Linked DNA regions of Mus musculus: regions 1, 2, 3, 4, 5 and 6 are each linked to region 7. Evidence: chromatin contacts called from public HiChIP or PLAC-seq and promoter capture Hi-C data. All regions are on one chromosome and are shown on one strand. Each heading gives the region's core, a stretch centred on a gene start, on an enhancer-like site or on the middle of the called end of the contact. The rest is flanking DNA. Distances are from core to core; before and after follow the strand shown. Region 1 has its middle 29 kb from the start of Gm22521. Region 2 has its middle 46 kb from the start of Gm29904. Region 3 has its middle 40 kb from the start of Gm22521. Region 4 has its middle 44 kb from the start of Gm41333. Region 5 has its middle 61 kb from the start of Gm41333. Region 6 has its middle 27 kb from the start of Gm38563. Region 7 holds the start of Myc (myelocytomatosis oncogene).

Evidence for each region. Promoter capture Hi-C pulls out the DNA fragments that hold promoters and counts their contacts. HiChIP or PLAC-seq counts read pairs in DNA pulled down with a chosen protein or histone mark.
Region 1: a contact with region 7 is called in an H3K27ac HiChIP or PLAC-seq map of CD8 T cells, with 30 times the contacts expected there. The contact joins the enhancer-like site here to the promoter of Myc in region 7. A contact is called at or near these places in 9 of 39 promoter capture datasets (the 3T3-L1 cell line, the C10 cell line, HPC-7-derived erythroid cells and 5 more), 2 of 15 datasets of contacts at CTCF or cohesin (large pre-B cells and stem cell-derived epiblast-like cells), 53 of 484 Hi-C or Micro-C datasets (B cells, the C10 cell line, CD8 T cells and 29 more), 36 of 115 datasets of contacts at active chromatin or transcription factors (the 230-238 cell line, CD8 T cells, DN3 thymocytes and 26 more) and 3 of 9 other capture datasets (embryonic stem cells, macrophages and pancreatic islet).
Region 2: a contact with region 7 is called in an H3K27ac HiChIP or PLAC-seq map of the NIH/3T3 cell line, with 16 times the contacts expected there. The contact joins the enhancer-like site here to the promoter of Myc in region 7. A contact is called at or near these places in 2 of 39 promoter capture datasets (the 3T3-L1 cell line and 3T3-L1-derived adipocytes), 5 of 484 Hi-C or Micro-C datasets (the C3H10T1/2 cell line, embryonic fibroblasts, myocytes and 1 more) and 4 of 115 datasets of contacts at active chromatin or transcription factors (the NIH/3T3 cell line, neural tube, stem cell-derived neural progenitor cells and 1 more).
Region 3: an H3K4me3 HiChIP or PLAC-seq map of the SCID.adh cell line shows a contact between it and region 7, with 22 read pairs. The contact joins the enhancer-like site here to the promoter of Myc in region 7. A contact is called at or near these places in 5 of 39 promoter capture datasets (the 3T3-L1 cell line, embryonic stem cells, hippocampal neurons and 1 more), 5 of 484 Hi-C or Micro-C datasets (bone marrow-derived macrophages and liver), 20 of 115 datasets of contacts at active chromatin or transcription factors (the 230-238 cell line, the SCID.adh cell line, SST interneurons and 16 more) and 2 of 9 other capture datasets (embryonic stem cells and liver).
Region 4: a contact with region 7 is called in a promoter capture Hi-C map of liver, with 7 times the contacts expected there. The contact joins the enhancer-like site here to the promoter of Myc in region 7. A contact is called at or near these places in 10 of 39 promoter capture datasets (the 3T3-L1 cell line, the C10 cell line, HPC-7-derived erythroid cells and 5 more), 1 of 15 datasets of contacts at CTCF or cohesin (large pre-B cells), 17 of 484 Hi-C or Micro-C datasets (CD4 T cells, the N1E-115 cell line, Th1 cells and 9 more), 27 of 115 datasets of contacts at active chromatin or transcription factors (the 230-238 cell line, CD8 T cells, the NIH/3T3 cell line and 22 more) and 3 of 9 other capture datasets (embryonic stem cells, liver and macrophages).
Region 5: an H3K4me3 HiChIP or PLAC-seq map of the 230-238 cell line shows a contact between it and region 7, with 14 times the contacts expected there. The contact joins the enhancer-like site here to the promoter of Myc in region 7. A contact is called at or near these places in 6 of 39 promoter capture datasets (the 3T3-L1 cell line, the C10 cell line, embryonic stem cells and 2 more), 1 of 15 datasets of contacts at CTCF or cohesin (pro-B cells), 16 of 484 Hi-C or Micro-C datasets (B cells, CD4 T cells, CD8 T cells and 8 more), 31 of 115 datasets of contacts at active chromatin or transcription factors (the 230-238 cell line, CD8 T cells, the NIH/3T3 cell line and 22 more) and 3 of 9 other capture datasets (embryonic stem cells, liver and macrophages).
Region 6: a contact with region 7 is called in an H3K4me3 HiChIP or PLAC-seq map of neural tube, with 6 times the contacts expected there. The contact joins the enhancer-like site here to the promoter of Myc in region 7. A contact is called at or near these places in 2 of 39 promoter capture datasets (cranial neural crest and second pharyngeal arch cranial neural crest), 1 of 15 datasets of contacts at CTCF or cohesin (the NIH/3T3 cell line) and 10 of 115 datasets of contacts at active chromatin or transcription factors (craniofacial prominence, embryonic basal ganglia, embryonic forebrain and 7 more).

Annotation. Positions count from the first base shown.
Region 1 is chr15:62,820,453-62,823,272 of GRCm38.p6, reverse strand. No RefSeq gene overlaps it. Among named protein-coding and RNA genes, the nearest start is that of Gm22521, 29 kb to the right of the region's middle. Within about 2 kb of position 1,327, at least 9 of the 459 cell types and tissues checked have an H3K27ac peak or open chromatin away from gene starts, as enhancers often do. A contact at or near this core is called in CD8 T cells, the G1E-ER4 cell line and the SCID.adh cell line, where this site is marked.
Region 2 is chr15:61,240,853-61,243,936 of GRCm38.p6, reverse strand. No RefSeq gene overlaps it. Among named protein-coding and RNA genes, the nearest start is that of Gm29904, 46 kb to the left of the region's middle. Within about 2 kb of position 1,471, at least 42 of the 459 cell types and tissues checked have an H3K27ac peak or open chromatin away from gene starts, as enhancers often do. A contact at or near this core is called in the C3H10T1/2 cell line, the NIH/3T3 cell line, embryonic fibroblasts and 1 more, where this site is marked.
Region 3 is chr15:62,751,299-62,754,304 of GRCm38.p6, reverse strand. No RefSeq gene overlaps it. Among named protein-coding and RNA genes, the nearest start is that of Gm22521, 40 kb to the left of the region's middle. Within about 2 kb of position 1,439, at least 17 of the 459 cell types and tissues checked have an H3K27ac peak or open chromatin away from gene starts, as enhancers often do. A contact at or near this core is called in the SCID.adh cell line, Th17 cells and regulatory T cell precursor, where this site is marked.
Region 4 is chr15:62,711,290-62,714,097 of GRCm38.p6, reverse strand. No RefSeq gene overlaps it. Among named protein-coding and RNA genes, the nearest start is that of Gm41333, 44 kb to the right of the region's middle. Within about 2 kb of position 1,392, at least 9 of the 459 cell types and tissues checked have an H3K27ac peak or open chromatin away from gene starts, as enhancers often do. A contact at or near this core is called in hepatocytes and liver, where this site is marked.
Region 5 is chr15:62,729,072-62,732,018 of GRCm38.p6, reverse strand. No RefSeq gene overlaps it. Among named protein-coding and RNA genes, the nearest start is that of Gm41333, 61 kb to the right of the region's middle. Within about 2 kb of position 1,313, at least 31 of the 459 cell types and tissues checked have an H3K27ac peak or open chromatin away from gene starts, as enhancers often do. A contact at or near this core is called in the 230-238 cell line, CD8 T cells, T-cell acute lymphoblastic leukemia and 8 more, where this site is marked.
Region 6 is chr15:61,183,209-61,185,976 of GRCm38.p6, reverse strand. No RefSeq gene overlaps it. Among named protein-coding and RNA genes, the nearest start is that of Gm38563, 27 kb to the right of the region's middle. Within about 2 kb of position 1,431, at least 17 of the 459 cell types and tissues checked have an H3K27ac peak or open chromatin away from gene starts, as enhancers often do. A contact at or near this core is called in neural tube and second pharyngeal arch cranial neural crest, where this site is marked.
Region 7 is chr15:61,983,766-61,986,620 of GRCm38.p6, reverse strand. It overlaps Myc (myelocytomatosis oncogene), which reads right to left and starts at 1,280. Exons shown (of 3, transcript NM_001177352.1): 1 at 670-1,280.

The DNA of each region.
Region 1 (2,820 bases), core at 78-2,577, 840 kb before region 7:
CAGTATAAAGGAGAAAAAAGACTCAGATTAATGAGAGGACACAGGAAGAAGAAAAGGGCATGAGACACAGCTGGCATATTAGAAAGAAATAGAATTATAAAACTAACCCAAATCCATAGCATAGCTGGTTTATATTCTGAAAATAAAAGGACACAGTGTATAAGAGAGTCACAGTCAGAAATGTAGCTAAAAGATCAGATTCGCTAAGAGAACAGGAGGGAGGAGAAGGAGAGCAGATGGGTGAAAACTAGTTAGAATACTTTGGAGATTCCATGGTATTTTGAAACAAAATTATGACCACAAAGTTCTAACTATGTAACCAGATTTAGAGGGAATGTTATGCTGATATTTTACTAATAATTGGATATACCCTTGAGGATGAAGGAGATGCCCAATATGATTGATGGATAGTTGGAAATGCTATCTAGTGAGATAATGACCAGAGAAATATATAGCTGATAACTGGGAGGGGTGTTTGGGTACATTGGCTTGGAGTTATCTATGAAACACTCAGACATCTATGCTATACCAGTGATTGGATATCTAGGTAGGGATCTCGATCTTAATAGAAGAGACTTAATTTTGCAATGTGAGTCTGAAATTCATAGTCTCTGAGGTGTTAATGAATCATCTATCACATAAAATAAGTAGAAGCCTTCAACCAAGAGGGTTCAAGGTCCCTGAGGAAACCTGAGTTCTAAAGGTCTAGATGTCAAATAGGATGATTGGGACAGGCTGTGTCCAAAGTCATAGAAAAGGGAAGTTATGGGATTAGGCAATTCAAAGAGTTATCTTAAGGAGGCAGATGATCAAGAGTGTTCAAAGCTTGCCAGATGTTATAAAGATCACAGATTGCATAGAATTGATGGAATGGGTGTCACTGAAGTTCTATTGGCTGCTAAGAATTTACATGCAGAGAAAATCAGCATAGACTGGGAGGTAAGCAAATGGAAACACATATGCAAAAATCTCTTAAAGCATGATAAAAAAAAGAGGAAAAACAAGAAGCAGGTAGAGTGGACTAGCATCTTCCAGACATTTAAGAAGGAACTTTTCTCCACCACCATTTGATCCAAATTACTATACCCCCCCCCAAAAAAAATCCTACCAGTGTATCACATTAGACAGTATGAACACTAATAACTGCAAATGTTCCAAACTTTTGAAAGAAAGCTTAAAGACTGAAGTCAATATGGTAAAGTGTTTGCTAAGCTTAAGAAATACCCACAGGAAATGGAAGAACTTTTTGACTGGAGGTCTAATCAGAGTAAAGGCCAAGGTCTTGCAAAACTAAATATGTGATATCCTTGTGAACAGAATGACTATGTGAGCAAATGGGGTACAGAGCTCCTGGTAAGGGACTGTCCTCTTACTGGTCAATGAAACCACCGATGCAGACACATCACATTAGAATTGATTAATTTAGAAAGTAGAATGGTCCAACAGTTAGAATCCCCTAGAAGGTCTATTGTAACAGTCAGTATTGAAATGATCTTTCTCACCATGTAGTGCTAAGAAATTAGTATGAGACCACAAGGAAATGATTTAAAACCAGAGTAGAGATGAAAGTACCTTAAGTTTCTCAAAAACAATGTATTAGGTTGATGGCTTATCAATAGACATTGGGTTACTGGTTTTCAATCCTGAGACTGGGAAACTTCAAGAATTTTACTAGGTTGGTGATTTTCAATGTGCCTAATTTAAAATGACTTCCCCAATCCATACAACAACCTAGTGTGTACAACACCACCCTTGGTAATAGAACATCAAGTCCTTCACCCAAAATTAATTGGGCTAATAAGCAGTTGTACACCATATGCCTTTAAATTTGTGGTTGTTTTGCTTGATGCTTAATATTACTAAGAACAGTAACAATTGACATTGGCTTAGGGGTTAATGTTTGTCAAATCATTAGATCAAAACAGCCTCCATTTCATGGAAAAAATGAAGGTGGACAATGAGTTGATTTAGATTGCATAGCTGATAAGTACTTGGTCACCATGATAAGCAAGAATAAGGATGCTTTATCCATATTTTATACTGGATGCATTCCAAGTAAATGGTGGGTATTTGGGAAAGAGTTTCCATTTCTAACAAAGCAGCAGGGATTGGAGAACAGGAAAATATCCATACCTATTCTCAGCAGAATCAAAGGAAGATGCATGATATTTAATGGTGTCCCCACTTGAAAGAAGAAAAGGGAGCAGAGGAAAGTGTGAAATGTTTACTCCAAAAAATATTCTTCTAAAAGGAATTCTGTAGCAGTCTCAAGTGTCAAAAATAGCTGTATCACAAGCCCGAGAGGTAATTCTTCCTATGTAGAAGATCCTGAACAAACTGTAAAATGTACAGAAACCTTTATTTCACTTTTTGGTACAAGTAAGTTATGATGTGAGGCTTATGCTGTGGCTGCATTGGAAGTGTTGGGCTCTGCTTCCTTCCCCACAAACAGCCCTGATTAGGATCATATGTTTAGACTACCCTCTTTGATAAAATCTTACAAGTTTCTACAATGCTCCAGTGCTCCCACAGTGATGACTCTGCCAATACTTACATCTCATATTTCTCACCAGGTATCCACGCCTCTTTGTATGTCTGTCTGTCTTTTTTCTTTTTCTGTCTCCCCCTCATCATTATCACTCTTGGTCTTTGTTGTTGTTGTTCTGTTTGTTATTCAGCCTCATATAATATAACAGAAAAAGTGAATACACCAGGACTGGGGCACTATTTGATTGATGAAAAGGAGGTCACCTTATGTCATTTTGTAGCCTTTGAGAAGCTGGGCTGGGAGAATTATGAGAGTTTCCTATGGAGACATCA
Region 2 (3,084 bases), core at 222-2,721, 740 kb after region 7:
TTCAAATGTATTTACATTTTAGACACTATAGCTTCACAGGGTGGAGAATTTGCTTCAAGCTATCTTTCCTACTGCCCTGGTCAAACTGGGTACTTTGTGAGGGCACTAAGGTCTTCAATAGGTACGGCTGCTTTGTCAGCCCTGCCATCTAATTCAAATACACCTGTGTGCCTTTCCTTTAAAATGTACAATCTCTCTCTCTCTCTCTCTCTCTCTCTCTCTCTCTCTCTCTCTCTCTCTCTCTCTCTCTCTCTCCCTCTCTCTCTCTCTCTCTCTCTCTCTCTCTCTCTCTCTCTCTCTCTCTCTCTCTCTCCCATCCCTGTAACAAATATACATAAAGCCATGTTAAATGGTATTCATAGCACATCCTGTATATTATTCAGTCTTTTCAATCTTGAAATTTTCTCCATCATGTGAGTGATACATACACAGACACACACACACACACACACACACACACACACACACACACACACATGTTTATATATATATAACATACATATACATATGTATATGTATATATATGTATCAGCTTCATTCAAAATTTCAGGCCATGGTCAGGTTCTTTGTCACTTGAATTCAACTTACAACAGTCTAAGTCTTCTCTAGACCTCAGTGCCAGCCTTTTGAATATCTCTCCTACAAATCAGTTCCAAAGGCCCACCTAGCATGTCTCTAGCCAAGTTTATGAAAGTCATTTCTCTGCTACTTTTCCATATTATCTTCTTTTTTTAATCATTCTCATGAGATAGCTGATGGAAACAATGTACAGGCAAAAGATTTCATGAAATACTGTCCATCATGATGAAGAAGCTATGGTGCCTTGGGATATGTCTTTGGAGTTGGGAACCATAGTGCAATTTCCTCATATCACAATAGTTAGATGTGAACTGGAGAAAAGAATGTGAGTGGCCAGAGGGTAAGGGAGGAGTAGTAAGGTTTTACAAAGTTTGTAAAAGTAGGTTTGTATGTCATAAATACATTCAGGGAATCTGTTATATAACAATGCAGTTTGAGTTAATAACATTAAGTATTAAAAATTGTGAATAAAGTAAGTTTTCAATATTCTCAGTATATATGAGGTGATGCAGTGATATATATTAATCAGTTTACCACGTACTATGTACAATGTACATATACTAGTATACCATGCTGTCCAACACACACACACGTGTGTGTGTATATATATATATGTATGTATATGTATATATATATACACACATACATATATGTGTGTGTATTTATATGTGTTTGTATATATGTGTATATGTGTGTGTGTATTTGTGTGTATCATAAAATAAAACATTAAAATGTAAGGATGTACATGTTTAGTGAGAATAAACATAAGCTGCAGTGCTATTTACATTGATGATAAGAACATATGGGCACTGAGACAATGCACAGTAGCTGCTGAGCTATCAGCCCTACATCTCAGAAAAGAGGATGTAGGAAATGATGAAACTATACACACACAAGGAAGTCAGCTTCACAGTGTTTGTAGTTGACACAAAGGAAATAGTTAAAATCTCAAAAAGCAGACTGTAGACAGGGGGGAAATTGGGCAGGGAAAGAGCATTTACAAGATTGTTCATTGTGTTATAAACACAGGCAGACCAAATATCTCCAGGCACTCTTAGGTCATGTCTGAGATAAACATGAATGAGATCGTGAAATTTCAGCTGAATAAAGTGTAGCCGAGATCTTTCAAGATTGTTGAAATTGCATTCCCATGTCCTTTTTTAACTTCAAGCATGCCTATGTGCATCTGTCAGTCTGGGTCATTTTGAGTGTGATTCTGCAACTCTATTTAGAACAGGCAAAGAAAGCACAGAATTTGGATCTACAGAGGATGGACCTTGTTCTTCTTAGTACCTCTGCTGTCAAGGGAAGGAGACAATGACCTGTGTTCAATAGACTCATTTCCTCTTCCTCACAAGTCTACTGCGCCTCTTTGCCAGATCCATTTCACCATGGGATGAGTCCATATAAGTGACTGAATGTGGTCAGTGGAATGTGGGCAAGAAGTGATATGAGTAATTTCTAGTCTGGCCATGCCCAACATTCTTCAAATGACTTTTCAGGCTCCTATTTTTTTCTATCAGTGTCTTCCTTAGACAAAGACCTATTTCAGATCTCTGAGGCAACAGAAGACATTGGTACCATAAGGACAATAGAAGAAACTGGGTCTCTATACCTCCACTTGGACTGCCATTTCCCACACTGTTAATGGGAGAAATGTACTTTATAAGGTAAAAATTGGAACATGTGTGTGACTGGTTGCAGAAAGACTATATCCTGCTTCATACAGCACATGGTTTAAACTCTTGGAGCCTCAGTTTCACTATCCATGCTACAATTCATTGGCTCTCATAAGAACTGAATGTAAAGCATGTCTACATACACATGCATTATGTGTTTATTCTCATCTCTGTTCATTTTATGCTCACACGCCAACTTGGGCAAGGCTGCCTCTCTGCACACCTCCATAGGTTGCCATATAATTTTATGCATGGGTCAAGCACAATATGAATCATGGCTCTTGTGTTCCCCATCCCAGACACATGAGCAAATTTCAAAGAAAGAGCATAGTTACTTCTAAATAAATGTGACAGAAGCAATTGTTATCACTTTAATAAAAAGATTAACTAAAGCAACAATGATTTTAAAAGTGAAATAATTTATAGCTTTGCTATCATGGCTTGGTAATGTCCTTGTGTGTAAATACAAAGGATACTTAATCTCTTATTTAAATTGTCTGAATTACTCCTCTGTTCTGATAATAAAACAGCCCTTAGGTATCTTATTTGATATCAAGTAGACAAAGGAAAGTCTGATCAACATTCAACTTTAGTGCTTAGGCACATTTTATGTTGATTGGGACCTAAACTTCCCCAGCAACAATTGCTACCGAGTCAGTTTGCTCTTCAGATGCCCATGGCTGGAACTGAATGTGTACCAACTGGAACTGATTACTTGAAACTTGAACAGTTCGGGGTTTAATAGAGTTAATTTGGGTGTTCTAGCTACCACCAGGCTGTCTTTACTTTCAAAGTCATATAAGAGCCAGAATTTTAGGCAATGCAG
Region 3 (3,006 bases), core at 190-2,689, 770 kb before region 7:
AACATATGTTAGAGCAGACAGAGGGAATTAAGTCTACAGAATGTAATTTCCCACTTGTTCAGCTGTTCAGGTTTAGTTCAGATGTAACATATGCCTTGACCTTGCAGGCATAATTAAGCATCTTTTCTACTTTATTCTCATGATTACCCAGGGGTCTTAAAGAAATAGCCCTTGATAAGGAGTTGACAAATATTTTTAAAATGAGAAAATTATAATTTAAATATTAAAGCTTGGCCACTCTGGATTCCCCATTTCAGTATAAAGAAAAAAAGATGAATACTAGAACTGGCTTAAAAGACTATAGTCTCTCCCATAGGAGCATTCTCTCTTCTCTTATACAACGTACACTCCTCACTTTGACTTCTCTGTGGGTTTATGAACCCTGTAAAAACACTTTGTTCCCACTATTACTGGGATCCTAGTATCGTGCATTATGGTTGGTTTGACAGATGTCTGGTTGGGACAATTCATTTCTGTATCTGGAACTCTTCTCATTTACTTGATCTACAGTAAATGTTCAACACAGCTTTGCAACAAAAATAAATTCAGGCTTGTCAATCTTGTTTTTAACTTATTTCTTCTAACAGACAGGCTTTCCTCAAAGGTTGTATTCAGGCAGACATACTGTCCAAAACAATGTGTAATTGCTTTGAGCCTTTCTGAGAATAAAGGAAAGAAATAGATTAAAATCAAGCATAAGAAGCACTAAGCCAGCGTATATTGCATTAGCATAAATATGAATATGAATATATATTAAAATTGATCATAACACTGAGCATGTTCATGAATTGATAAAGGATTCAAATTATTGAATTGAATCTCTGCCATCATCCCAAATGTTTAGGAAATATGAGAGATATGTTAGGTTTAAAAAATGCATCTCATAGCACCAAGTACTAAAGTATGAAGAGGAGTCACTTATTTCCAGAAAACTGTGGTTTTTACTGTAAATTTTGGATATATGAAAACTCACCCCATCTGAAAATTTCTAAGTGCTGCTATAATTCTATGGAAATTGAGAATCATTCATTGTCTCTTACTTTTAGGATCATTTATGAGAATTCATTAAGCATTTGGAATTTTTAAAGATGATACAGCTTCATAAAAGAAAAAGAAAGTTCTTAACAGATTGGAAATACCTAGAAACTAGTCCCACACTAACAAGTATTCGCATGACAGCTATCTGTGTCAAACTGTCCCTTCCCTTACTTCCTACTTCTTTTTCTTTTAACCCGCCATTATCCAGTCTTCACCTTGCAGGGCTGCATCAGGTTCCTGATGCTAAATCTTGCCCTTTTGCTATTGACACTAACAGGATCCTGCATGCAGGTTGTTTACATACTGTGAGACCCAAACACTGCTATAGAGACCACTCCAGTGTGGTAGACTATCTGTCAGACAGGAAGTGATAGGATCTCATTCAGAGCTCTCTTCCATGCAACTTAACCTAGTTTCATGCTGATAGCTCTGAAGGTTTGCTACTGCTTACCCACAGCACCCTGCCTATTCTGAAGTCAGGCACATCATGATAACTAAGAAATCTTGAGGAGGGCACAGAGGCCATGTTCAAGTTCATATTGTAGCTAACCCCAGGAGGATTGTCAGACATGGCTCGGTATTTGAAATGTGAATCTGATAGCAATGTAAAGATAGAAGCAGAATGAATGGTAGAGGTATGCTGCATACAGTCTGTGGGTCTACTCACTTCTTCTATGGCAGAAAAGCACCCTTAAAAATATTTGAAAGTCTGAGCTAAGACGAAGGGTAGGGGAGAGTGTGTATGCAAGCCAAACATGAGAAAAGATGAGATTAAAGGAAAGTAGGAAGTGGGAGTAAGAGGGAGTAAGAGTAACAACAACAGTAGCTATGTTGAGTGAGTTCTGAGAAAAAGGTGTAATGCAAACAGCCTTCAATGCAAATCTCTCTTCTAACCATGTCCACAAACCCATGTCTTCTTATTAATCTCATTTTCATTTTATTAGTGATAAATTTAAAGCCTACATTGGTCTTGAGCTTATTTTAACTTATACAACTATTAAATGATAGAGTCTGGTTATAAACTCATTCTTCTCCAGTTTTTTATTCTATAGTCCTAAGCACAGGGAAACAACTTTTTCTTTTAGAAAAGGGCTATCTACATATCACATAGGCACATGCACACGCAAACTCACAAACACACACACATGTGCGCGCATATGCACAGTTGTCCAGGATAGCTTCAAAGCCGTCCTCTACATACCCCCATCAACATCTTTCATTCCATGCTTTAGTTTTGTATGACTTAAGGCATGAGAAGAGCTGAGTCAACATGGGCTTTTGTGATAATACTTTGGTGGCCTACCAAATACAGGTGTTTCCATTTTCTTCTTGGTAGAATGGACATAGTATTTTTTTTAAAGGTTAATGCATCATTAAGCCTGAGGAAAGTAGAAAGCTAGATGACACTCCTACTTTGGAGGCCTTTGGGAACTAAATACAATGGCAGTGAATTGTAAAACAATATCAAGAATAAAACCTGTCGATCATTCATCTTTCTATATAGACACACATAGGCATGCACTTCACAAAGTTGTATGTATAAATATGTTCACACACAGACACATGGACTTTACTGTTTGTAAGTATATATTAGTGTAAACTCTATGCAAATCAGTGGTAAATGCAGTAGTTCCAATTCTGCTCACAATATAAGGAAACTTGTGAAAGTTCACAAGATTTTTTATGAGAATTCAAAAGAAAAACACCAGGGCAGGCAGGCTGTTAATCTGGGCATCAGCCTACAGGAGGAAGATGGATGTGAGGAAGAGGAAAGCCATGCTGTTTGTGCTAAATCAGTGTCGAGGTCAGCCACATAGCAGGAAGAAGAACTTTAAAGAAAGAAAAAAGTAGCTAAAACAAAACTAGAGAAAGTATACTTAGGCTCTTACCAGCATCTGAAAAATAGACTAGAAGAAAAGAAGAACCATAAAACCTTTCAGATTCTGGACTCAAAAATATGAACTGGCC
Region 4 (2,808 bases), core at 143-2,642, 730 kb before region 7:
CAGGAACCTAAAAATCACGTAAATAAACAATGGAAGGAGGCTTGTCATGTCAACAGGAAAGTGAATAGGGAAACTCATGACACAGGCATGTGTTGAAATATTCACAACTCCCAAGCCTGTTAGTTTTAATGACATGAGAAAGCTGGTTAACAGCTGGGAGTAGTGGCACACACCTTTGATCCCAGCACTCAGGAGGTAGAGGCAGATTGATCTCTGAGAGTCCCAGGCCAGCCTGATCTAGGAAGTGAATTGCAGCGCAATCAGAACCACATAGTGAGACTCTCTCATGAAAAATAAATACAAATAAATACATGAATTAATAATAAAAATAACAAACTGTTTATAACACATGAAAAAGTTTATGAAATTGAGCTTAGTGCAATTTTAATTATTAAGTACATGTGAAATATACTGCAAGATCATAGAGTTCTCTAGGGATTTTCATGTGTGTGTATGTGTGTACATATGTGTATATATATATATATATATATATATATATATATGCAAACATGCTTGTACAATAAATGATAAAGCTTGCTCATGTTAGAGCATGCTTTAAAATACAATAGCGTCACATTCAGGCTTTTTTTTTTTAAAGGAAGCTCTAAAACATGCAAACTTAATAAGAACCTGGATAATAAAGATTTTTCCTTCCTAAGTCTCCCAGATATAGGCATCATGTAGTCAACTAAACCAGAAGGAAGGTGAGTCAAGAGAGATGCATTAGCTGCAAAATTGGGGAAGGATATCATATAAAAAAAATTATAAAACTATTCCAGATTCTTAGTTATCCCACTAGCTCTGTCCCTAAACACTGTTGATCGTGACTAGCCTATCATTGCCCTCTGCTCCCCAGTCCATGCACTTGTAAGAAGGGGTTAATCACTCCTCCACCCATCTGTTGACTTATTCAAACACTTTCTCGGGGATCAGAGAAAAAGCACTGGCTGAAACAGATACTTGTCATGCCTTCTGGGTACTTGTGCTCTTTTATATTAAAAAAAAAAATCAAACACATAGGCTAGTGTTAGGAACATGAGGAACAATGGACAAGGTCAGAAGGTAGCATGAGCGTCAAGGTCCTTAGAGATGGCATCAGTAGGTAGGTCATTAGGTGAGAAAGAAAGTCCTACTGGTAGTCAATACTGGGCAGTGTCCCAGGGGAGGCAAGCCAGGAAGCACCAAAGTGCTGTAGCACGGGGTGGGGTGGGGGTGGGGGGTGGGGTGGGGGGTGGGGTGGGGGTGGGGGGGACATGGTTGCGCCAGCGGTGATGAAGCATAAACTTAGTGTTTTTCTCCTAAACTTTAACCAAGGTCCACCCCGCAGTCAGTCAGCAGGCTCAAAATGCTTTCAGAGCCCTTGAGAGCTAAAGTCCAAGGCCTCTGCCCAGGGAGTGAATTGATGGAATTTAAAGGCAGTGTCGCCTTGGAGCTTTGAAGGTCCGCTGAACAACTATTAGCTGATCCACTTGACAAACAGTGACGCAGTCACTATGTATGTTTGTGCCCAAGCAGGTGACGATTTTCTCTCCACTGACTCCAGTCAAGGACTTTCTGCTTCCAGATTGCAGGTTCCAGGTGACATTGGGCACACGGGATCAGGAGGGGAGTGGAACAGGTCATGCCCCAGGAAGGCAGCATGAAGCTGGACTCACCTGATGTTTTGAACAGCCCACTTAGCTTCAGTGTGGCAGGAACATATTCTTTTGAAGCCTAAAGAAAGTATGCTGATTCATCAGTTTCCAAACCCATGGGAAAAGAACCCATTGTTAAGCTTCTAATATATTTTCCCTAACCCCTACAAGGATAGCTATAGTTCAGGGAGATAAACTGGGATGAAGGTAAGGCAAAGCGAAGCAATTACTGCCATCCATAATTATAACCCATATCGTTTATTGTGTGCTAATAGCTGCATTTCCAAGCAGATGTTATTAATTAGTGAAATAACAAGGCAATTTGCATTCATCTCATTTCAGAGAAGAAATAAAACTACCTCCTCTAACCAAACATAGGTAATTCAGTTTTGTTGTTTTTCTTATAATACATGGGGAAACTGAGGCACAGAGACACTGGATTCTTTAAAAGCATCTTTACTTAAAGCTTCCTAGAAGGAAGATTATTATCATGGGTAGCAGTGTATATAGATAAAGTGGCAAGGTGCTGGCCCAGAAATCATGATAACGTGGAGACAGGGAGATTGGTTAGCCCAATCTGCCAATATCCACAGCAGTCATCATTCTGGGCCTCTGATCTAATCTCTCTGAGTTGTTTTCTTATCCAAAGCATAGGAACCATCAATCCCTGACCAATGTGATTGTTTTATAGAACAAATGCGGAACATACGTACCTTCACAGCAGATATAGTTTGTGAGATAAATGGACTCTGCTCAGAGTTTAGGAGGAGAAGTAGCATTTCAGAGGGGGATAGAAAGGCTGCACGTTAATCGACCTTATGGCTAGATAGTTCGAAGAATGTATCTGGGGCCACAGAAGCAGAAGGAAATTGAAATTATCTGAGAGAAAATATCACAAGACCAGCTGGAATTCTAGCATGAAGCATGAGTAAGGGACCCAGCAGAATCATTGTCCCTTAAAAGTATATAGGCAGAAGGAACTAGGGCAGAAGGAAGTGCATGTGGATTCAAACATTGTATGACTTGATTCTAGAGCTAATGTGATTGGTAAAACATTCAAAGGCCTGCTTTTCCTTATGAACATCTTAAGAAACAGAAGTCTTCGTATCTATAAAAAAAGCAACTGGCAACATCTATTAAAATTATATTTGCCATAACATATTTATTAATATAT
Region 5 (2,947 bases), core at 64-2,563, 750 kb before region 7:
CAAGCAATGGCTACTGACAGACAGGGGTGGAGGGAGAACAGATATACATGCAATTGAAGGACAAAGAGACAGGAGAATAAATCAATTTCCATAGTAAATAATTGCCTAATATGTTATCCAAATTGAAGTAGTGAGCCCTAAATGCATGCACATATGAGCAACAGAAATGAAATCAGAATGTTGTATTTACATACAGAGGAAAGAGAGAGAGAGAGAGAGAGAGAGAGAGAGAGAGAGAGAGAGAGAGAGAGAACACAATAATTAGAGAAGAGGTCATAATAGTGTGGCTACTTCTATCCATCTTTGAAGGGGGTAACAAAACACCCATGGAAGGAGTTACAGAGATAAAGTGTGGAGTAGAGACTGAAAAAAAATGACTATCTAGAGACTGACTCACCTGTAGATCCATCCCATTTACAATTGCCAAACCCAGAAACTGTTGTGGATGCTAACAAGTACTTGCCTGATATAGCTGTCTCCTGAGAGGCTTTGTCAGTGCCTCACAAATATAGAGGTGGATGCTCACAGCCATCCATTTGACTGAGCACAGGGTCCCCAATGAAGGAGCTAGAGAAAGGACCTAAGGATCTGAAGGGGTTTGCAGCCCCAAAGGAGGAACAACAATATGAACTAGCCTGTACCCCCCAGAGCTCTCAGGAACTAAACCACCAACCAAGGAGCACACATGGTGGGACTCATGGCTCCAGCTGCATATGCAGTAGAGGATGGCCTACTTGGTCATCAGTGGGAGGAGAGGCCCTTTGTCCTATGAAGGTTATATGCCCCAATGTGGAGGAATGCCAGGGCTAGAAAGCGGGAGTGGGTGGGTTGGTGAGCAAGAAGAGGGAGGAGTGTGTTTTTTGGAGGGGAAACCGGGAAAAGGATAACATTTGAAATGTAAATAAAGAAAATATCCAATAAAATAAAGAGAAGAGGTCATGAATTCGAGAGAGAGTAGGGAAGGATTTGGAGGAGGAGAGAGTTGAAAATTATGTAAATGCAATACTCATGTATATATAAATATTTTAATATGACTAATGTGAGCAAAGAAGTGGAAGAAGGACTCATACCTCCACTTTATATTTTCCTGTTTTCTCTTTGTAGATGTCGCTGCTGCTTCACTTGTTTTTACTATGGAGAAATACCTAGAAATCTTGATCTGCAGCTGAAGCTGCTTCATACTGAGGGGCTCTGAGCCTGTCTTCTGTAAACATCTGCATTTGGAGACCAGTTCTCACGATGACAGATGCTGGAACATAACCTCACACACTGTCAATCCTCTACAGCTATTGGTTGACACTGTCAGGCTCTTCCCTCCCATCAATCACCTTAACACAATATGGGACCACATCCTCTTCTATTCTAGGAAATGTGGCCACTCTCTTTGCACGCTGAAGTTTACTTTATCTTTATGCTTCAACTTTGAGGAAATGCAGGTGCACACATACACATAGGACTATACAAATACATTCCAAAGTACATATATTTGTATAGCTCAGTGGTTTTCAACCTGTAGATTGTGAACCCTTTAGGTCACAACCTAAAGAACCGTAGTGAACAACCCTTTCACTGGGGTCACCTAAGACCACCAGAAAACACAGATATTTACAGTGTGATTCATAACAGTTACAAAATTACAGTTACTAATAGTAGCAAAAATACTTTGATGATTGGGGTTTACCACAACATGTAGAAATATATTGGAGGATCACAGCATTATGAAGGGTAAGAACCACTGCTATAGATAATATATGTGAACTGGCATATGACCTCACATCTCCGTCATCTACCAACCACTGATATATTAGTACAGAACGTTAGACTAGGTCTAGTTATACTGTAATACCAGGTATTTTACTTAGGAAAAGAAAGTTATCTTCTCCAAGAAACTAGTTCCTCATTTGGAAGATGGAAAATCCTTCACTGTGTGATTATGACATCGTTTACTTGAAAAGAATTTCATAATTTGTAATAAGCAATGAGGTTTTCTTTCCTAGTTGTTCCTAGACACAGCAAGAATAAAAGATGAATCTATTATGTGAGGGCAAGAAGATCTCAGAATCCTACAATGTGGACCCAACACTTCCCTGGTGAATTCTAAGTAGCATTTCATTACAACCTTAATCTAGAAGACTTTATCTCTTGTGCTTAGTAAAACCAAAGCCTGGGTGCTTTCCTCTATCCTTCTTTCCAGTTCTTCCATATCAACTTCTTTGGCCAACCATGTCTACTGCATAATTTATTAATATAGGGTCAACTTCAGGTCTTGACCTCAATGAGCTTCTTGGCTCTTTATTCCTGGACATCATTACCCACTTACTTACTTACTTGCAGTGTTAAGTTCATGCCAAGATATCCAAAATTTCCATCTCTAGTCTGAAGTTCAACTTCCTAGGTTAAAGAACGTTATTATGACTTATGGGCTTTCACATTAAGTATGTCCATGTTGAAAGCCATCAACTACTTTTAAATAATCAAAACCTTGTTCCTTTTCCACAGTTTCCTCTGACTTCCCCATTAATTGAAAAAGTAAAAATAAAAAATAAAACCAGTTGATCACATTCACTTATACCTTCTCTAGTACCTGAACTGGGAGCCTGGCATGAATTTTCCAAGTCTACTGCTACTCTTCTAGTGAAGGCCATCAGTACTTCTAAGTGGGGCATTGCCATTGAGGTTTTCGAGTTGACTTCCCGTGCTCATCTTTTGTTTTACTCCAAATTTATGTTCTTGCTGGAAACATTTTAAGAGTTTGCCATTGCATTTTGTAGACAGGCAGTTGGCAGTCTGATGTATCAGTCTGGATGAACGGATGCACTTCATTTAATAGTAATATACATGACTTGGACCTTTTTTTTTTGGATCATCAGACATACACTTGCTTTCATTCCATGGCTCGGTCACTTCACATCACCCTGATCCGCCCCTAGACCCATCTTCACTTACT
Region 6 (2,768 bases), core at 182-2,681, 800 kb after region 7:
AAGATGTTTTGACATAGATACAGTGTAATACTTTGGCATCCTGGCAACTTTATAGATAGGGGTGACAGTGACTGAAAGTGAATACCCCCTTCCCTAAATCAGCCACTCCTGTGTATCTGCTCTCCTCTCTTACTTGCTTATATAGTGGCTGTAGGGGTTCTGATTGTATAAGTGTATCCACCATTGTATCCACCAGTCAGCCCTTCAATGTGGTATGGAGTGTAGTAGCAAATTCTTTGTACTGGAGTTAGATTTCCACTCTAGGCAAATGACCCATGGCTGAGATGCTGGGTTCATACTTAGCACACAAAATATATCTTATGGGAATTATTCACATGTAGGTTCTCAAAAGATATGCAGATTGTTTCTTGCTCATCCCCTGATCTCCTACAGAAGGAACTGTAGAATGGATCTGTTTAAAATCCAGTTGAATTAAATCCTCTTTAGTCTCACTTGGACTCACTGAAATAACATACCACATACCAGGATCTATTTTCAAAAACTGTCTTAAGGTGCTTGACATCTTCCCACCCAGAGAACACATGGACTTATTTCTTTGTCCCTTCTGGGTTGTTACATACCTAATGGGATGGTACTTGCTCTGGTCTAGTTTCCACAACTAAGAGGATATAAAGTTGATGCCTGTAAGTTCTCAGTTGTGGCTTATACCTTCCCAGTGAAATGGTGGGGGAAAACACAAACACCTGGAATTAATTGGATCCTACTGATCACATCCTATTACAATGATCTGCATGCCTAAAAACATTCCTTTTAGTCGGACTTCTTGATCTCAATACTCCCTATCATAATGCTGGTAACATGCCTTCATCCAATAGATCTCTACTAAACTGTTGACTCTATACAGTTGAACAATCGGCACTGAAAAACTCATGAACGGAAGTGGTACCATTGAAATAACTTCTAACTTTCCCCCATCAATTTATTTTACTAGATCATGGCACTGTTCGTGTTACCTTCATCTATACTACTAGCATTGGCAGATTTAGCTAATATAAACATAGGGCCCCAGCTAAATTATAATATCAGACAATAAATAAAAATAGAGTGTAAGTAAATTTCCTGTGAACATGTCATCCAAATACAATTGAGTCTTGTGCTAAAATGGTAGACCTCACGTGTGTTAAGAGTCCTTGCTATGTTGCCATATTTTCCCCATCTCCACCTTGTTTCTGACCTCCCACCCAGTGCCCCTCTGATGCTCAGAGCAGTAATCATATTGCACTGGGTTGGAATGTCAGCCAGAATGAATGTCTCTTAAATGAAAAGAGATGCTGGGTTTCTGCAAAGCTTAAATGTGGGGAAGGTCTCCAAAGGGTTTTCTAAAGAAAACAGGAGCTTCCAAGGAGGAGGGCGCCTGAGAACACTTAGCTCTTTTGTTTAAAACAAAGAAAGGGGCCATTCAGAAAGCAAATTGATTAAAATGGAGGGAAATTGCCGGACCATTGATAATTGCAGCAAAAGGGCAGTGGTCACTCCTACTGATTGCCACTTCAGAGGGACCTGCACACCCACAACCAATCAAGGGCATTAGTGAGACACAACCTTTTAGTGACCCACAGTTCCCCCTTGGGAAGTATTTCACAAAAGCCTTTAAAGCTAGTGCAAAGCGGTTTCTGCACCGTATTTACCTTTAATTCCCAAGTCTGGAACGGCTGAAAAATCATTCAACGTCTAACTATCTTTCACATGCTGAGATGACTGAGAGCGGCCTCCACCTCCGAGCTGTCTCCATTCACCAGCGTTTAAAGTACAAGAAGCCCAGAGAACCTCTGGCCCCAGTACATCGTACAGCTCTGGTTTCCCACTCTTTCTGCCCCCATCCCACAGACCAAAAATATGCCACTTCTGTTCCACACCAGGAAAGAGTGAGCAATGGTCTGCTGTGTGCTTTTTTCTTAAATCCTTTCCCAGTGGCACGTTGACAAAGAAAAATAAGTCTTCCCTCTGAAATGGAATGTGTTTATACATTTGGAGGAAGATTTTTAACCTGGGACCTGGGAAACTTGGAATGGTCCCAGCTAAAGCACAAGGTCTTTGTCGAATGACTTCAGACAAGCTGGAAAGTGTTTCTGGACTTCAGCTTTCTTACTGAGAATATAATATTGGGACAAAGTGTCCTGGTCACCACCTTGGCTAATGAGTCTAATAGCTGGGAACTCAGAAGGTAAAAGCATTAGATATGTATGTAATTTATAAATTATATACTTAAAACTGCACACATACATACATACTAGGCAAGCATTCTGCAACTGAGCTACCCAACCAGCCCTTAAAATAATATAGTTTAAAAATACTAGTTTTTCTCTGGAGCAGTCCCCAAGAAAGTTATGTTTGGAACCAGTGATCTGTGTTGGATTAAGCGCTCTGGATGGCTTTAAAGATTAAACAGGTCTGGAAATAACTAGAGATAAAGGTCACCAGTGCCTCCTCCTACTTAGCATTTCATGGGAAATTAGGCTCCCCCCCCCCTGCTTTTTTTCCGGGCCCGTTTATTTCCCAGGGCCTGGAAGGTGCATGTATGAAAGAGTAAGAAAGACTAGGTCTCCAACGATGCTTATAGGGTCAATGAGGTTGCTATTAGGAAGGGGTGGGGGTACCCTCTCTTCGACAGCAGGAAGAGAGATACATTTCATGGGAGGGCACTTCCTCCCTGAGAGGCTAAGGTATGTGTAGCATTCCTTTAACCCTGCCCTGGCCTTTGGAAAAGGAAGCTTTGTTTGCTAGAAGGTCAACATAATGAAGCCAGG
Region 7 (2,855 bases), core at 31-2,530:
AATCGGTCACATCCCTGTCCCAATTTTGCTTCTCCTCACTGCGCTAGCCCAACATCAAGTCCTAGTGCCGCGGGGGTCAGGCTTAAATTTTACTACGATCACTATTTTTAAAGCCAAAATAGCAACTTCTTAAAAGGCTCAGGGACGGGTTGCGATCGCCGCCGGGGATTGGCGGGCGGGACGCACCTCCGTGTCGGTCCCAGGCTGTCAGAAATGCACCAAGCTGAAATTTAAATGCCCTCTCAGAGACTGGTAAGTCAGAAGCTACGGAGCCTTCTCGCTCCCAAACGCAAAAGGTAATCCCTTCTCCAAAGACCTCAGGATTCCAAGGGCTTTCTTTGGCCACCACGAAGCGACCTCCCGGTTTGACCCCTCAAAGGACACATATCAATTAATGTAGCAAAGCAAGAATGTCCAACCGGCCGGGTCAGCGTCAGCCCATAGTAACCTCGGGAACCCCGCTTCAAAATGCATCCCGGTTTTTCCCTTCCCCTTTCCTCTGTCATCTTGACAAGTCGCTCTACCCCGACTCAGATCTACCCCAGCCTACCCCAACTACTCTTGAGAAAAGTGTCAAAAGCACAGGAATGGAAGAAAGACTGTCCTAACCGGCCGCTACATTCAAGACGCAGAAAGAACACAGGGAAAGACCACCAGATCTGTGCTTACCGGGGTTTCCAACGCCCAAAGGAAATCCAGCCTTCAAACAGCTCGAGGAGCTCTTTTCAGGAGAGCTGATCGCGGGCAGAGGCAGAGAACACTGTCCCCAAATAGACAAAAATTCCCTCCCCGGAGCCTGGGGAGTCCTGTCCTGGCTCGCAGATTGTAAGTTCCAGTGAGAAGTGTCTGCCCGCTGCAATGGGCAAAGTTTCCCAGCGGCGGCGAGGGTTGCGGCCGCTGATGTTGGGTCAGTCGCAGGGTTGGGGAGAGTGGGCGGCAGGCTCGGAGGCAAAGCCCCTCTCACTCCAGAGCTGCCTTCTTAGGTCGCCCCGGAGCGCGGCTCTGCACACACGGCTCTTCCAACCGTCCGCTCACTCCCTCTGTCTCTCGCTGGAATTACTACAGCGAGTCAGAAAAAAACGCCCGAAAAGCTTCTTTTATACTGCGACTCAGGATCCCTCCCCTCCCTTCTTTTTCCCGCCAAGCGTCGGCGAAGCCCTGCCCTTCAGGAGGCAGGAGGGGAGCTGAGTGAGGCGAGTCGGACCCGGCAGCTGAGAGCAGCGCAGCCCAGGGGTCCTCGGCCGCGCAGACCCCCGGAATATAAAGGGCGGGTGGGCGGGGATTAGCCAGAGAATCTCTCTTTCTCCCTTCCCCACCTCTCTCTATTTTTTTTTCCTCCTCTCGCTTCCCCGCCCTCTGCTTTGGGAACTCGGGAGGGGGGCTAGTGGGGAGCCGGGGAAAGAGGAGGAGGAGCCTCAGCCCCGCAGCCCAGTACTCCGGCTCCGGGGTGTAAACAGTAATAGCGCAGCATGAATTAACTGCGCGCCCGACCATTTTCTCTTGCTCGCGCGCTAGTCCTTTCCCTTTCTGTACGGTTGTTCGGGCGCAGCGCTCGGCTGAACTGTGTTCTTGCCCTGCGTATATCAGTCACCGCAGGTGGAACAGCTGCCTCGCTCCACACAATACGCCATGTACCCTGGACCGCGTCACGCACGTCCCGGGCGGCCAGGCGTCTCTCTAAGGCTGGGGAAAACAGAATTTAGAAAGGGGGAAGGACGAACGAATGAGTTATCTAGGAGCCCCCGCTCAGTGTGTGGAGTGATAGAGGGTGATCAACCGCAGATGAGGTCTATGCAGGAAAAACGATGTCTGGAATTTTATTAAAATTGCTCAGCAACTCACTGCCACGTATACTTGGAGAGCCACTTAGGGATAAACAGCCACTCCATCTCGCGGGGAAGGCATTGTGTATTTTGCCTTTGGTCGTACAGTTATGTTGACTGGGCACATTCTTTCCAGAACGACCCCCCCCCCCAATTTGCTGCCAAAAGGCAGATTCCCCCCCCCCCCCACACACACACTCCAGCACCTCCGGTTCGGACTTCCACCCGGCGGGTGGTGTGGAGGCGGCTCTTTCCCCTGTAGGTCTCCCTGCGCAGTCCAGTAAAGTGGCGGCGGGTGCGCTCTACCCGGCTCCTCCGGGAGGAGTCTCTGCCGGTCTACACCCCATACACCTCCACACAGTTCCAGGGCCACAGTCGGTTTTCACAAGAGGCAAATCCTCTTTGCCCCTGTGGAGCCAGTTTGCAGCAGACTCTGGTTTAGGAGCTGGGGTGGGGAAAATCAAGGCGCTAGACGCGAGAATATGCCATGAATTGGGGGGTTGGGGAAAACCCGGACTTCCCAGAAAGGGGGAGGAGTGAATTGCCAACCCAGATCTGGGGAGCCTGCAGAGACCCTAGAATAAAGAAAACCGTTAACCCCTTCCTCCCAGGACAAACCCAAGCTTTCCCCTTTTATTACTGGAATCGTAATTATGCACTTAAAAAAAAAAGTCGGCCCTGATCAGATCAAAGTAACGTTACATTTTTGCCTTCGTATGTGTGTGTTAAGCTAATTAAAAGCTGATTTTAATTTATACATTAATTTCCCAGTTTCCTTTTTCCTGAATACTACGCTGTGCATTCTGTACAATCCCCAAACGTATACATACACACTTTATATATACACGATAATCTAGCTTATTAACCAACCAGAAACATGAGTCTTTTGCTCTGTGCATTGGTTCTAGATTTATTATATAATGCATATTCCCTCGGGATTTGCTTATCCTACACTTTAAAACCCAAAGAAGTCTTCTTATTCCGGACTCCTCGCCCCAAGGCACTTAAAGAAACCTCTCTCACTGCTACCCG